Linked DNA regions of Canis lupus: region 2 is linked to region 1. The links are chromatin contacts, called in public Hi-C maps. All regions are on one chromosome and are shown on one strand. The core of a region is the stretch at or near the end of the contact, and the rest is flanking DNA. Distances in the headings are between cores, read along the strand shown. Region 1 overlaps ARSG (arylsulfatase G). Region 2 holds the start of SLC16A6 (monocarboxylate transporter 7).

Region 1 (5,807 bases), core at 575-3,074:
TAGATTGGCCCCCTCTCTGGTCAGATTCGCAGGCCCAGTACCAGCTACAGCATGTGCAGGGTCCACTGCAAAATCAAAGTGAGAGAAAGCTTGTTCAACGTTGGAGAGTTCCAAGACGGCACAGCACCTGCTCTTTAAACCAGCTGCGGGGCTGTCCTAAGTGCCAGGGGGATGGGGTGAGAGATGACTGTGCTGGTCACACACCAGCCCAGGCCCCAGCCCTCAGGCTCAAGATAGGGCCTGGGAACCTGCATGCCTTCCAGACCTTCCCAGGGATTCGGACGCAGGTGTTCCTCGGATCTCTTTGGAGAACCGACTTCGGCATCCAGGTGATTTTCTCGCTCTCCCTCGAGCAAGGGTGGCCTAAGAAGGCATGCTCGAGAGGACGGCTCGGCGTGATGTCTCGGAACCAGGCGCGGCCTAACATGGACAGCCTCACCTTTGACTCAACCCTACCCCACTCGGACTGAGGAAATCCTCCCTCATCGGGCCAGAGATGAAAGGATCACCCTACAAAGCGGAAACACCTAATTCAGGCTTGCCAAGGGCAGGATTTGGTAGAAAATAAATGACCAGTGTCCTTGGTCGGTTGGTGGGTTTGGGCTGGAAGCGTGAGACCGCCCTGGTATGAATCATGACCGATATATATCACTGGAAAGGCGCTTACGTGATTCAAAGTTTCCATGGGGCTAAAAAAAAAAAAAAATGAGAAACATCTGTTGGAGCAGTAAACAGCTGTCCCTCCAAGTTCCCGGGCTCTGAGAGGATGCCGCCGAGGGCGGGGCTCCTCCCACACCTGCAGCTTCCGTGCTGGGCTCTCGTGACAGTCGCCGCAAGGTCCCCGGCCAGCGTGATGACAGCAGGCTCCTTCCAAACAGGAAAAGAAGTCGTAACTCAAAACCCACTCTCCTGCCAGCCCTGCAGGAAGCCAAGCCCGTCACCGCAGGAGGCCGCTTGGTTTCCTTCTGGAGAGGGCAGGAAGTGGGGGACTCTTGTCAACCGACCTAAGACGCACTCAGACATCCAGGAGGTGGGAGTCGCGGTCCGCCGCCAGGTCAAGCCGTGGGCATCGTTTGAGCCTCAGAAACTCCATCAGTTTCCTGCCACGTCCAGGATATTTATGCAGCGTTACCAGAGGCAACTTCCAAAATCCAAGAGGAAGAGGAAGCAAAACTTGAGGATGGCTCACTCCCCGAAACAGGGATGGGTTTTGCTTTCCTCGGGGGCACACTGGCCAGGGCGCTGGGGTTCCCCATCCACAGAGGAAGAGGGCTGGCAAATGTGCACATGAACCACAGCCCAAGACAGGTCCTAGGTCCTCGGGGGAGGGCAGGGAGGACACCCCGTCCGAATTTCAAAGATGACGGTGTCTTCTGCAAAGCAGGTGCACGTTCCTGGTTGCCTTTCTTACCTGCTTTTGCTTTGTTTCATTTGGTTTTGTCGTTTTAAGCAGGGGAGCATCTCCTTAGGCCCTGGGGGCTGGTGCATATGTGGTGTGTGTGCGCGCGCACATACACACACACTCATACAAGGAGGGCTCCCCCAGTCCCCTCAGGTGGGGCTGCAAAGCTCTGTCTCCAGAAGTGGTGGGCCACTGGGGATGGCGCCTCTCACCACTAGGGGCCTCCCTAAGAGAAGTGATGGGAGTTCCAGAGCCTGCAACCCAGCTCCTGTCCCCTCAATGTATAGCTTCCAGGGAGGAGCCACGTGTCTTAGGACCCACAGCAGCCCCAGGCCGGTTTGGACTGGCTGGTGCAGAGCCATGAAAGAAGCCTTCCCTTTGCCAACAAAATTTGGACTTGTTGGTGGCCACCAGGAGCTGCCGTGTGACTTGACCAACGGCAACGTGACAACCTCCAGCTTGCATTCGAGAGTCAGGCAAGCCCCCAGTGGGATATTGGAGGCACCCTCTCCTACCCGTCTCCCCTCCCCCCCCTCCTCGCGGTTGCCCTCGGTGCCCAGACACAGACCCAGGTGCAAGACCCACCATGCAGCCTGGTGGCAGCTGCTGCGGGTTTTAAATACCACCCGACTTCCCCAGAGACCTCCAAGGGGACAATGAGAAGAAGGTCGAGAAGGCCGCTCTGCAGGAAACCCGACAGCCCACAACTGGCCTTTAAATGCCTGCACCTAGGGCCTGGGGAGGCTGCCAGGGGGCGCGTGGCCCTAGGTGGCTTCAGCACTTCCCACTTGCGGTGACTTCATTTGCAAAATAAGGAAGAGCCCCATTGCTCAGGCCTATTTGCATCCTGTTTTGAGATGATCATCTAGGAGTTACTTTGAGCCTCTTGAAACTGGAACTGTTTTCTAAACCAAGCCCAGGACACAGCCGAGGGTGGTGAACACAAGTAAATTGTGTTTCTCAAAATCTCCCCGGGGGGGCGGGGGGACACGTATGTGCGTATCCCGTATGTACATGGATAGGTGTGTGTGTGTGTGTGTGTGTGTGTGTGTGTGTGTGTGTGTGTGATCACTCACTTCACCTCCTGGCCTCCCTTCTGCAAACTCAAGACAATTTATTCTAGTCTGTTCGGCAGGTGGCCGGAAAAGACCAGACTCAGAGCCCACAACTACCTGTGTTGCCCTCAAACTCGAAACTCTGTGGGAATCTAGGGTCCTGGGAAGCGGGGCGTGGCCCGAAGGTGCCAGCACCCGCAGGCTTTTGCTCTTGAAGATACCATCAGTGGCTTCCGGCGGGCGGTCGGGGAGGCTGTTTCCTTCCAGGCCCTGGGGTGTGGTCAGGACTCCAGCTGCACACACACGCCCCGCGTCCCCCACGCGAACCCCCAACGGTGCTGGGGCTTGGGTCCCGTCCTCCTGCCTGGTGCCCCCACCCAGCCACCGCCGGGCACCACACCAGTAACCGTGAGGCCCCGAGCCCGGGCCTCGATGACCCGACGCAAAGCAGCGACCAGAGTGAGCTCTCCTGCCTGAGAGCGGAAGCGACCGCGAAGGAGCTGGCTTCCACAGGAGACCGGCCACGGCAAGGAGCCCAGAGTCCTTGAAGCACTTCCTGGTGACCCCAATTATTCTATTAGTAGCTGTGCTAATAAACACTCGGGAGCACCTCTGCACTGACGTCTTCCGTAACCCCCCAGGGTCACACACTGCCAACCTCCAGCCCCGAGGCGGAAACCATCTTCCTGCGGCCTCGCCGCTGCTCCGCAGTACAGCTCAGCCTGGAAGGGTCTGCAGTTCTAGAAGATTCCATACGCCAGGAGAAGTAGTGCTTCCTCGGAGGGCATTTCAGGCACGTCTGATGAGCCCTAGAAACTGCACGAATGCTCACAGAAGCACGGGCGGCCCTCTTGAGGCCAGAGGGCCGCCTGCCCTGGGTAGGCCCAGCCACAGGGGCGGCTTGGGTGACCGCCGCCGCACATCTGAGCAGCATTTGAGTCACTTCCATGTGACCCTCGGTAGAGACGCAAATAGACCCTTTGATGTGTGGGTCCCTAACTGAGAAGCCATGTGCTCTCACCGGGCCCTACAAAGGGGTTTGGGGTTCCCTCCTCCCACTTCCTCTTCCTTTTGGTGAAAGGAAAACACACGGAAATGACATGGAAAGGCCACTGGGCCCGATGCTTCCGGGCTGTCACTGCCCCCGGGTGCCTCAGCACACATGAGGAGGGGACCCTGGGGCCCTGGGAAGCAGAAACCCAAAGCCAGTGCAGGGGCTGCGGAGTCACATGTCGGGCCGTCCAGGAGCCAGGGGGCAGGTCAGAGGCATAAAGCCCTCGTTGGCCCTGCCGTCCAAGAGCTGTTTCATTCATGTGTCTGTTCATTCATTTATTCGTCAGATCCGTAGTGATTGCATGCCCGTGGGTGCCAGGCACTGTGAGGCGCACAGGGAATTCTCAGTGAGATCCCTGCTTTCGGGAAAGTTCCATTCTAGTCGGGGAGCCCCACGATAAACAAGTCACTCACACTACTCAGCCATCTCATCCAACAAAAATGTGCCAGGTGCCTACGATGTCTCAGAACATTCAGTAACTGTGAAAACAAATCATATGCTATGGGGAATAAGCATCCCCATACACCCGCTCTAAGCCAAGGTGTTAAATTAAGTCTGGATTGGCAAACCGGATTGATCATAGGAGAAAGGGGTGGGGTAGAAAGAGAGGTTCGTCTCAAAGGAGCCATCTATCAGGCTTTCTCAAACTAGGTCTGGAGCAGCCACCTCCATGTAGCGTCCAAGGATGGTTCTCTCTGCACAAAGGCAGCCCCGGATGAGAGGCAGCTGGCCAATCTCCTGAAGAGCCTGAGAAGGGCGCACACCCCCTTCACTTACCCTGTGCCCAGTCTGCGACCAGCCAAAGAGCACCTCGGAGGCATCCAAACCGTCAAAGTGTCGGTCCTGGGGCAGGCTGGCCCCAGCCAGAGCTACCACGGTGGGGAAGATGTCCAGCACACTACAGAAAGAACAAGACAGTGTTGACCCTGGCTATTCCCAGACTCTCTCCCTGGCCATGCTATGGTCAAGGCCCACCCAAACAAGCCCAGACTGAGCATCCACATCCTCCCATATGGCCCCCTCCTCTGCCTGCCTGTCCTTTCTTTGGGTTCCACCTGGATTTCTTCTTCTTCTGGAAGAAGCAGAATGGCACAGTGGTTTCGCACCCAGGCCCGGTGGCTGAGAGTTAACTGGACTCGAATCCCAGGGTTGTATCTATCTGGCTTCTTAATGCCTTCATTTTCTATTTTCTAAAATGGGCATGATGATAGTGCCCACTTCAGAAAGTACTGTGTGGATGAGGCACACAGATAAGGCATAGAGAAGAAGACCTGGCACTCTGGAAGGGCTCATTGGGTGTTTGTGTTATGATTATTCACAAGAGGGGTGCCTGGGTGGTTCCAATGGTTGAGCATCTCCCAGGGTCCTGGGATCGAGCCCTGTGTTGGACACTCTGCTCAGCACAGAGTCTGCTTCTCCCTCTCTTTCTGCCCCTCCTCCCACTTGTGCTCTCCATCTCTCGCTCTCTCAAATAAATAAAATATTTTTTAAAAAATAATTATTCACAAAAGCACCCCTATGGACCTACCTAAGAACAAAGGGGTTCCACCTGTCACCAGGTAGGCCGCAGCCACTAGCTGAGAGGGGACACTGTGTGACAGGTACCTGCTGGAGAACGTACACTTCATTATTCCTTCCCCGGGTCTCTGGATCACAAATATTTAGTCTTTGTTTAAAATGCCATAGTATGTGACACATTCCACCCCTTTATTTCACTTACTTTTTCCTCATTACAAAATAGTAAATGTTTATGTGAAAAAAAAAATAGAACATCCAGAAATATAAAAGAGAGAACAATGCACGATGGGTGCATTACCCGAAGGTAGCCACTGTTACCATCTTGGTGAATTTTGTTAATGTGATTTTTTTGAAGTCATGTGGTACAATTTTACTCTCTTCTAGGGCACATCTCCTGCCAGCCTGCTGTGCTTTGTCAGGAAAAAAAAACTCTCCAGCATAAACAAATGGACTGTCCTTTCAACAAAGCTGTTTATATCCATGGGCCAGGCCAACTGAGTCAGTGGGATGTGATGCAGTCAGGAACGCAGGGCCAGGCGAGGGGCACTCCCCCGGGAGAGAGGCCCCATTGGCCTGAGGCTGGGCACAGTGCCACACTTCGGGCACACTTTTAGGGAGGCCTCAGGGGCTGCACCTCCCACTGCCACCACCCTGAAGTTTGGGGAGGGGTTCTCTGCCCAGCAAGAGGGGCTGGGGAAAGGACTGAGCTTCTACCCACCATGTGGCTCTGCCTACAGCCCTGGACAGAACCTCTCCCTGGACCATGGCACAGACTGTT
Region 2 (5,826 bases), core at 892-3,391, 75 kb after region 1:
CCCAACATGAAGACTAGAAGGGCTATAAACGTAGACAGAGAACAGGCTGGCCAACTTTGCACAAAGGAATCTGTTCTCATGCAAATGACCCAAAGCAAGATGGCTAGAAAGAGAGAGCAGAGGGGATAGCCTCAGGAGCCAATTTATTTCCCCAGAAGATGTTGAGGGACTTTTAAGGGCATCATCACAGCCTTGCCCACTGTAAATGAAGCACCGGAGGGGCTCTGCTGCCACTGGGCTTATGGCAGACACAAGAGAAGATACTAAAAGGGGAGCTGAACCCTAAACTTCAAATCCTGATTTTTCTGGTTCTGTCGTCCAGACTCCAAGGGTTCTTTTGTTCGCATTTAGAACTAAACAGAGTTAGTTTTGTTTGGGGGGGTTTTGATTAGCATGGTAATGCAGTGCTTTCCCTCTCTTTGCTTTCTCGGGAGGAGTGAAAAAAGCAGGGGTTTTCACGCTTGGTCTCACTAGGAAAGGGACCAAGGTGGAGCCAGCCTCTAACCAGGGCGAGCAAAAGTCACTGGCTTGTGGCTGGCAAGACCGGAGAGAGACTGGGTTTCCAACCTCCTCTCTGTTCCCCAAATGCAGGTGACAGATGTCATCTTTGGATGAGGTTCTGCAGCAAAAAGGGCCAGGGTGTGTCTATAAAAGTTGTGAAACCTTGGGTGAATCCCTCTGGTGCTCTGTGCCTCGACAACTCTCATCTGTAAAATGGGGATAGTGTCAACGGCAGAATGTTACCCCTGCAGAATGAGGTTAAAGTTAGATCACATGGGGACACCTGGGTGGCTCAGTGGCTGAGCATCTGCCTTTGGCTCAGGTCATGATCCCAGAGCCCTGGGATTGAGTCCCACATATGGCTCCCCAAAGGGAGCCTGCTTCTCCCTCTACCTCTGTCTGCCTCTGTGTGTCTCAAATAAATAAATAAATAAATAAATAAATAAATAAATAAATAAAATATTAAAAAAATAAAAGATCACATGTATGTATGGCATTTAATACAGTGTTGGAAAAAAAGAAAACATGCAAAAAAATCAATAAAAGGACTAATATTAAAATAATAGCAATTTAGTATTCGTGTGATGATCATTGCAGTAATGCCTCCCCAGAGAACTGTGCTTTCACTCTGGTCAAATACTCAGATGTGACTTTCTCAATTATTCATTCACACCTAGAGCTTTGGGCATGATTTGCCTAATGTTTTAAATCAAGAATCTGAAGCACCAGGAACTTCCCAGACTTGATTTGAATCGCTTAGTTATAAGTAATGGGCTACACCCATAGGTTCCCAATACCCAATACAGTAGATACTGTGCCATAAATATGACAATTCCATACTAAGAGCAGTGGCAGGTCCTAACGCACGGCAAGATCCTAAATGTCCAAGATTACACTTCGAGTCAGTCCAGTTTTAGCAATGCTGTCATTTCAGTGATTCGAGTCTTTTTTTTTTTTTTTTTTTTTTTTTATTTGGGATAGTCACAGAGAGAGAGAGAGGCACAGAGACACAGGCAGAGGGAGAAGCAGGCTCCATGCACCGGGAGCCTGATGTGGGATTCGATCCTGGGTCTCCAGGATCGCGCCCTGGGCCAAAGGCAGGCGCCAAACCGCTGCGCCACCCAGGGATCCCTCGAGTCATTTTTTAAACATCATCACGTCTGGATTCTTTCAAGAACAACTCGAAAAAAAAGAATCTTTTGCGGGGCTGGAGGGGTGTTGGAGTCAGCAATCGGTATGGTAAGCCATAAATAATAGCAACAATAAGGGCTAATGGGCACCTGGGACTCCCCGCATGCCAGTCACTTTGATCTGCACTTTACAGGCATCATAAAGCCTTCGATTCTGAGGATACCACCTCTGACCCCATTTTATGGATTTGGACAGTGACGCTCCCAAGAAGTGAAGGTGTTCCCGCAAGGTTGCAAAGCTCATCAGCTGCCCCCTGGCTGCACGGTACTGGCCGCCAACAGGGGACTTCCCACGGAGACACCTGCTCCCCACCTAGCCCACGCCACAGCTCGTAAGAGCACAGAGCAACGTTTAAGGGAGAGAAAGCAGGCAGCGACTGCAAAGGGATTTTTATTAAAACTCAAATCCCCGACTCCTCCCGATGGCGACCCCGCGCGCGCGCGCGCGCTCCCAAAGTAGGCTCCCTGGAGTTTCTGACATCAGAACCACTTTCTCCAACCCCAATGGAGGCAGCAACCCGCACCCCAGTCGGCGGGGACACGCGGAGAACAAGGCCCTTGCTTCCGAGCAGGTGTCCACTTGGCCCCGGGAAGGTGAGGTGGAGACCGGGAAGCCCGGTCTGCGCCCCCGCGGGCTCGGGGATGCCCGGGACACGACACACTGCTTTGTCCCCGTGACTAGATCGTAACCGGCTTCCCGGGCGTCGTCTGCGGAGTTCACAGTGACCTTGGGGTCGCGGCTGTCGGGATGGGGGGCACGAAGGCGTCCCGGCCCCTCCGGCCCCGGGGCTCTCCGCGGACCGCGCGGCCGTGCACCTGTGCGCGCGTCGCCAGCCGCCGGGGAGGGAGGATGCGCGCGCCCCGAGCGCCGATGCTGACTCAGCCCGCGGCTCCCATCCCTGCCGCGCGGCGCGGATGCCGGTGCCGCCGCCGCCGCCGCCGCCGCCGCCGCCGCCGCGGGGAGAGCAAGGCTCCCGGGGCGGCCCCGCCGCTGGCTGGCTGTCCGGGGCTCGCTGCGGCACCCCCTCCCCCGCACCCCCCACGGGGGAACCAGGCGCCAGTTGACGAAACGGGGGGAAGTGGGCGCAGGAGGAGGAACTCGGGGTTCGCGGCGCCGCGCGCGCAGCTCACACCCAAACTGGCAGGAACCTGTTCTGCCCGGGGCGGGCGCCGAGCTGCGCCCCGGCGCGCCCCCCCCTCCCCATCGCCCAGTCCTGCCCCCGCGCGGGGGGCGCCGCGGGAAGGGAGGCGGCCCCGGGGCCCCGCGCGCGCCCGGCCGGGGGGGGGGGGGTGCTGGGGGAGAGGTGCCGCCGCCCGAGCACGCCCGCGCTCCCCGCCCGCGGCGCAGCAGGGCGCCGGGGTCCCGCGGGGCAGGGCGCGCGAAAGGAAGGCCGCGCCCGCCGGGGGGGGGGGGGGGGCGCGTGCCAGGGACCCCGGCGGCGGCGCGGGGGGCGGGGGCGGGGAAGGGCCCGGGCGGCGACGCCGTTACCTTCCGTGACCCCCGGCCCGGGCCCCGGGCGGACGCGCGCCTGGCGCGGCCCCGGTCCACGTGGGCCGGCGCGCGCGCGCCAGGCCGGCCCCCTCCTTGGCGGCGCTCGGCGCTCGCAGCACATGGTCGGCGGCGGCGCGCCCCCGAGGCCGGCGGAGACCGGCTGCAGCCGGTATAGGATAAGGGATAGGCAGCGGCGCGGGGCCGGGGCGCGGGCAGCGGCGCGCAGGGCCCGGGCGCAGGCGGCGGGGTGGGGGGCGGGGGGAGGGTGTGGCCGGGGTGCCCGAGGCGCGGCCGCGGGTGGGGGGCCGGGGCCGGGGCGCTGCGGGCCGGGCGCCCGGTGCTCCGCCGCCGGGGCCCGTCTGCCGGAGGCTCGAGCCCACGCCCTAAGGGGTTAAACCTTTCTCATGTTCCCGAGCGGCTTATAAGGAGGGGGAGGCCAAGCCTCCGCCTTATTGGGAGCCTTTTGGGGTTTATTCTCTTCCCTTCTAACTTGGTGAGTTGGTTTTATTATTTTACATGTTTAAAAGTTTGATTGTGGGGTGTGGGGTTGTTTGTCTTTTTTTTTTTTTTTATAAATCGGTGCGGGGAGCTTTATCTTATTTATTTATGGGGGGGCGGAGGTGGCGGGCGGGAGAGGCGGGAGGAGACCACTGCGCAGCCGAACATTTTGGAGAGGTTATGCTGAAAAAATATTCTGACAGTTGGGAATGCCCAGGGCCACCCGGAGGACGCGCCCTCGCCAGTGGGCAGCCGAGAGTGGGTCGCCCCGTGGCCCCGGCGGTCGGGGGTCCCGGACCTCGCTGGAGGCGGGCTCCGGCCGCAGTGGCCGCTCGCTCCGGGCTGGGGGCTTCAGGTCACCGGGCGAGCGAGCCGGGGGCGGGGGGGGGGGCGCCCGGATGAGCCCTGCGTGGATTTTCCGCATGAAGTTGCCTGCGCGTCACCAGAGCGAAATGTCAGAGGTACCTTCCAGGCTGGCGCGCGCGCAGGGCGGCCACTGAGGCAGCGCGAGGGCGAGTGGGAATCCCTGGGTCCCCCCCGCACCCCCTGTCCCCCGCCCGCAGCCGGCACGCGCGCCCGGGGCAGCGCGCCTGACCCCGCAGGGCAGGGCGGGTCGCACACCTGGACCGCGGAGCTGTCAGCGCCTGACGCTGGTCCCGCTCAACTTCCAAGGCTCCGGCGGGGGCTGCCAACCGCAGGAAAGCGCCCGGGTGGCCCAGCCGGGCCGTAGTGGCGGACGATGATTTTGCAGAGGAAATGGGTTCTTTCCTTCAGGGCATATATATATTTTTTTTTTCCTTTCCGTTTTTTTTTTTTTTAATTAAACCCCCACCCTCCCCCAGCAGACAGGTGACCGATAGAAGTTTGTTTAGGTGGCACGGAGAATGTCACCCAACGCGGGGGGCGTTAGTGTTAGAAAAAAGCTCCCCGGAGGCAAGCCGGGAAGAGCATTATTACAAGTTGACCACCTGGAAGCTGGTTTTGTTTGCACAGTGAGACACTCCAGCTCCTTCTTGAAGGAGATGGTATCTACACCACCACCACCACCACCACCACCACCACCCCACCCCCCGGGGAAGGAGGTTTCTCGGTTATCTTACTGTTTTGCAAATCATAGGAAGATGAGTGTCTTGCCTACAAAAAGAAAAAAAAAAGAAAAAAGAAAAACAACTACCAAGTGTGCTTATGCTGAAATTTCTAAGGGATGCATCTTCCCATGTCCCAAGCACCATTACGCGGCATTTTTGGGGTGGGCGATACATCCTGCCCCAGGGATAAAGAAATACCTCTCCTCCGAATTAAGGGAAGGGTGGCCAAGATAGAGAGTTCCAGTACGTAAATAAACAATGCAGCCAAGTGGAAAAGCTCCTTCTGTCTTAATGAGTACCACTAACTGTGAGTTTTCCTTCTGTGGTTTCCAAAAATGGACTTTCCTCAGTGGAACTCCTGAGGAGGACACTTAAACTAGGGGTTCAGGTTTCAACATCGTGATCTTGTAAAATGGGTGAATCGGTTGTATCCAGTGATTCAGAGCTGCTGAGGGGGGACTTCAGGTTAGGTTTGGGACTTCTGTAGTAGAGAATTCAAATGAACTTCACCTAAATACAGACTGGTTTGGACAACTGGGGCTGGAAACAACTTGTCGAAAGCTGTTCTCCAGGCTACGCCTTTCAGAAGAACAGAGACTGGCAGTGCGTTTGCCGAGAGGCTTGGCTTATCCCAGCACTCACCACCATTTCCATCCAAAGCCTGCATTTTGAACTTTGCTCTGAACAGAGTCTGATGCTCTATGATAATCCAATAGCTTGCATTCTTGATACCCCCCAGATCACACCTTTTCCTCCAAAAATCGACTCCCGGAGAAATTCCTAGGTATAGCAGATTTCCACGCTTTGGCACAATCCTCATTTATTTAAGGGTAAGACAACCACATACTCACAGGAAATACTCCAAACTGCCCAGTGTATTTTGTCACTGTATTTCCTTTGGAAAGCCATGAGGGTAGAAGGTGGGTTGGCTGCCAGGAACCCCACCCCTGTCCCCACCCCCCGCTGTCATAGAATTTTACAGTTGGGAGAGACCCTCAAGTACGCTGTGTCTAATCCCTACCTTACAGATGATGAAATTTAGGGATTAAGTGATTTT

The links. Hi-C and Micro-C count contacts between places; a contact is called where the count stands out from the background.
Region 2: a Hi-C map of blood shows a contact between it and region 1, with 4 times the contacts expected there. The contact joins the promoter of SLC16A6 here to the enhancer-like site in region 1. A contact is called at or near these places in 4 of 9 Hi-C or Micro-C datasets (blood and skin fibroblasts).

What each region holds. Positions count from the first base shown.
Region 1 is chr9:11,815,682-11,821,488 of UU_Cfam_GSD_1.0, forward strand. ARSG (arylsulfatase G) reads right to left here. Exons shown (of 11, transcript NM_001048098.1): 9 at 4,289-4,409. Among named protein-coding and RNA genes, the nearest start is that of WIPI1, 40 kb to the left of the region's middle. Within about 2 kb of position 1,825, at least 7 of the 20 cell types and tissues checked have an H3K27ac peak or open chromatin away from gene starts, as enhancers often do. A contact at or near this core is called in blood, where this site is marked.
Region 2 is chr9:11,890,140-11,895,965 of UU_Cfam_GSD_1.0, forward strand. SLC16A6 (monocarboxylate transporter 7) reads left to right here and starts at 2,142. Exons shown (of 6, transcript XM_038546781.1): 1 at 2,142-2,285.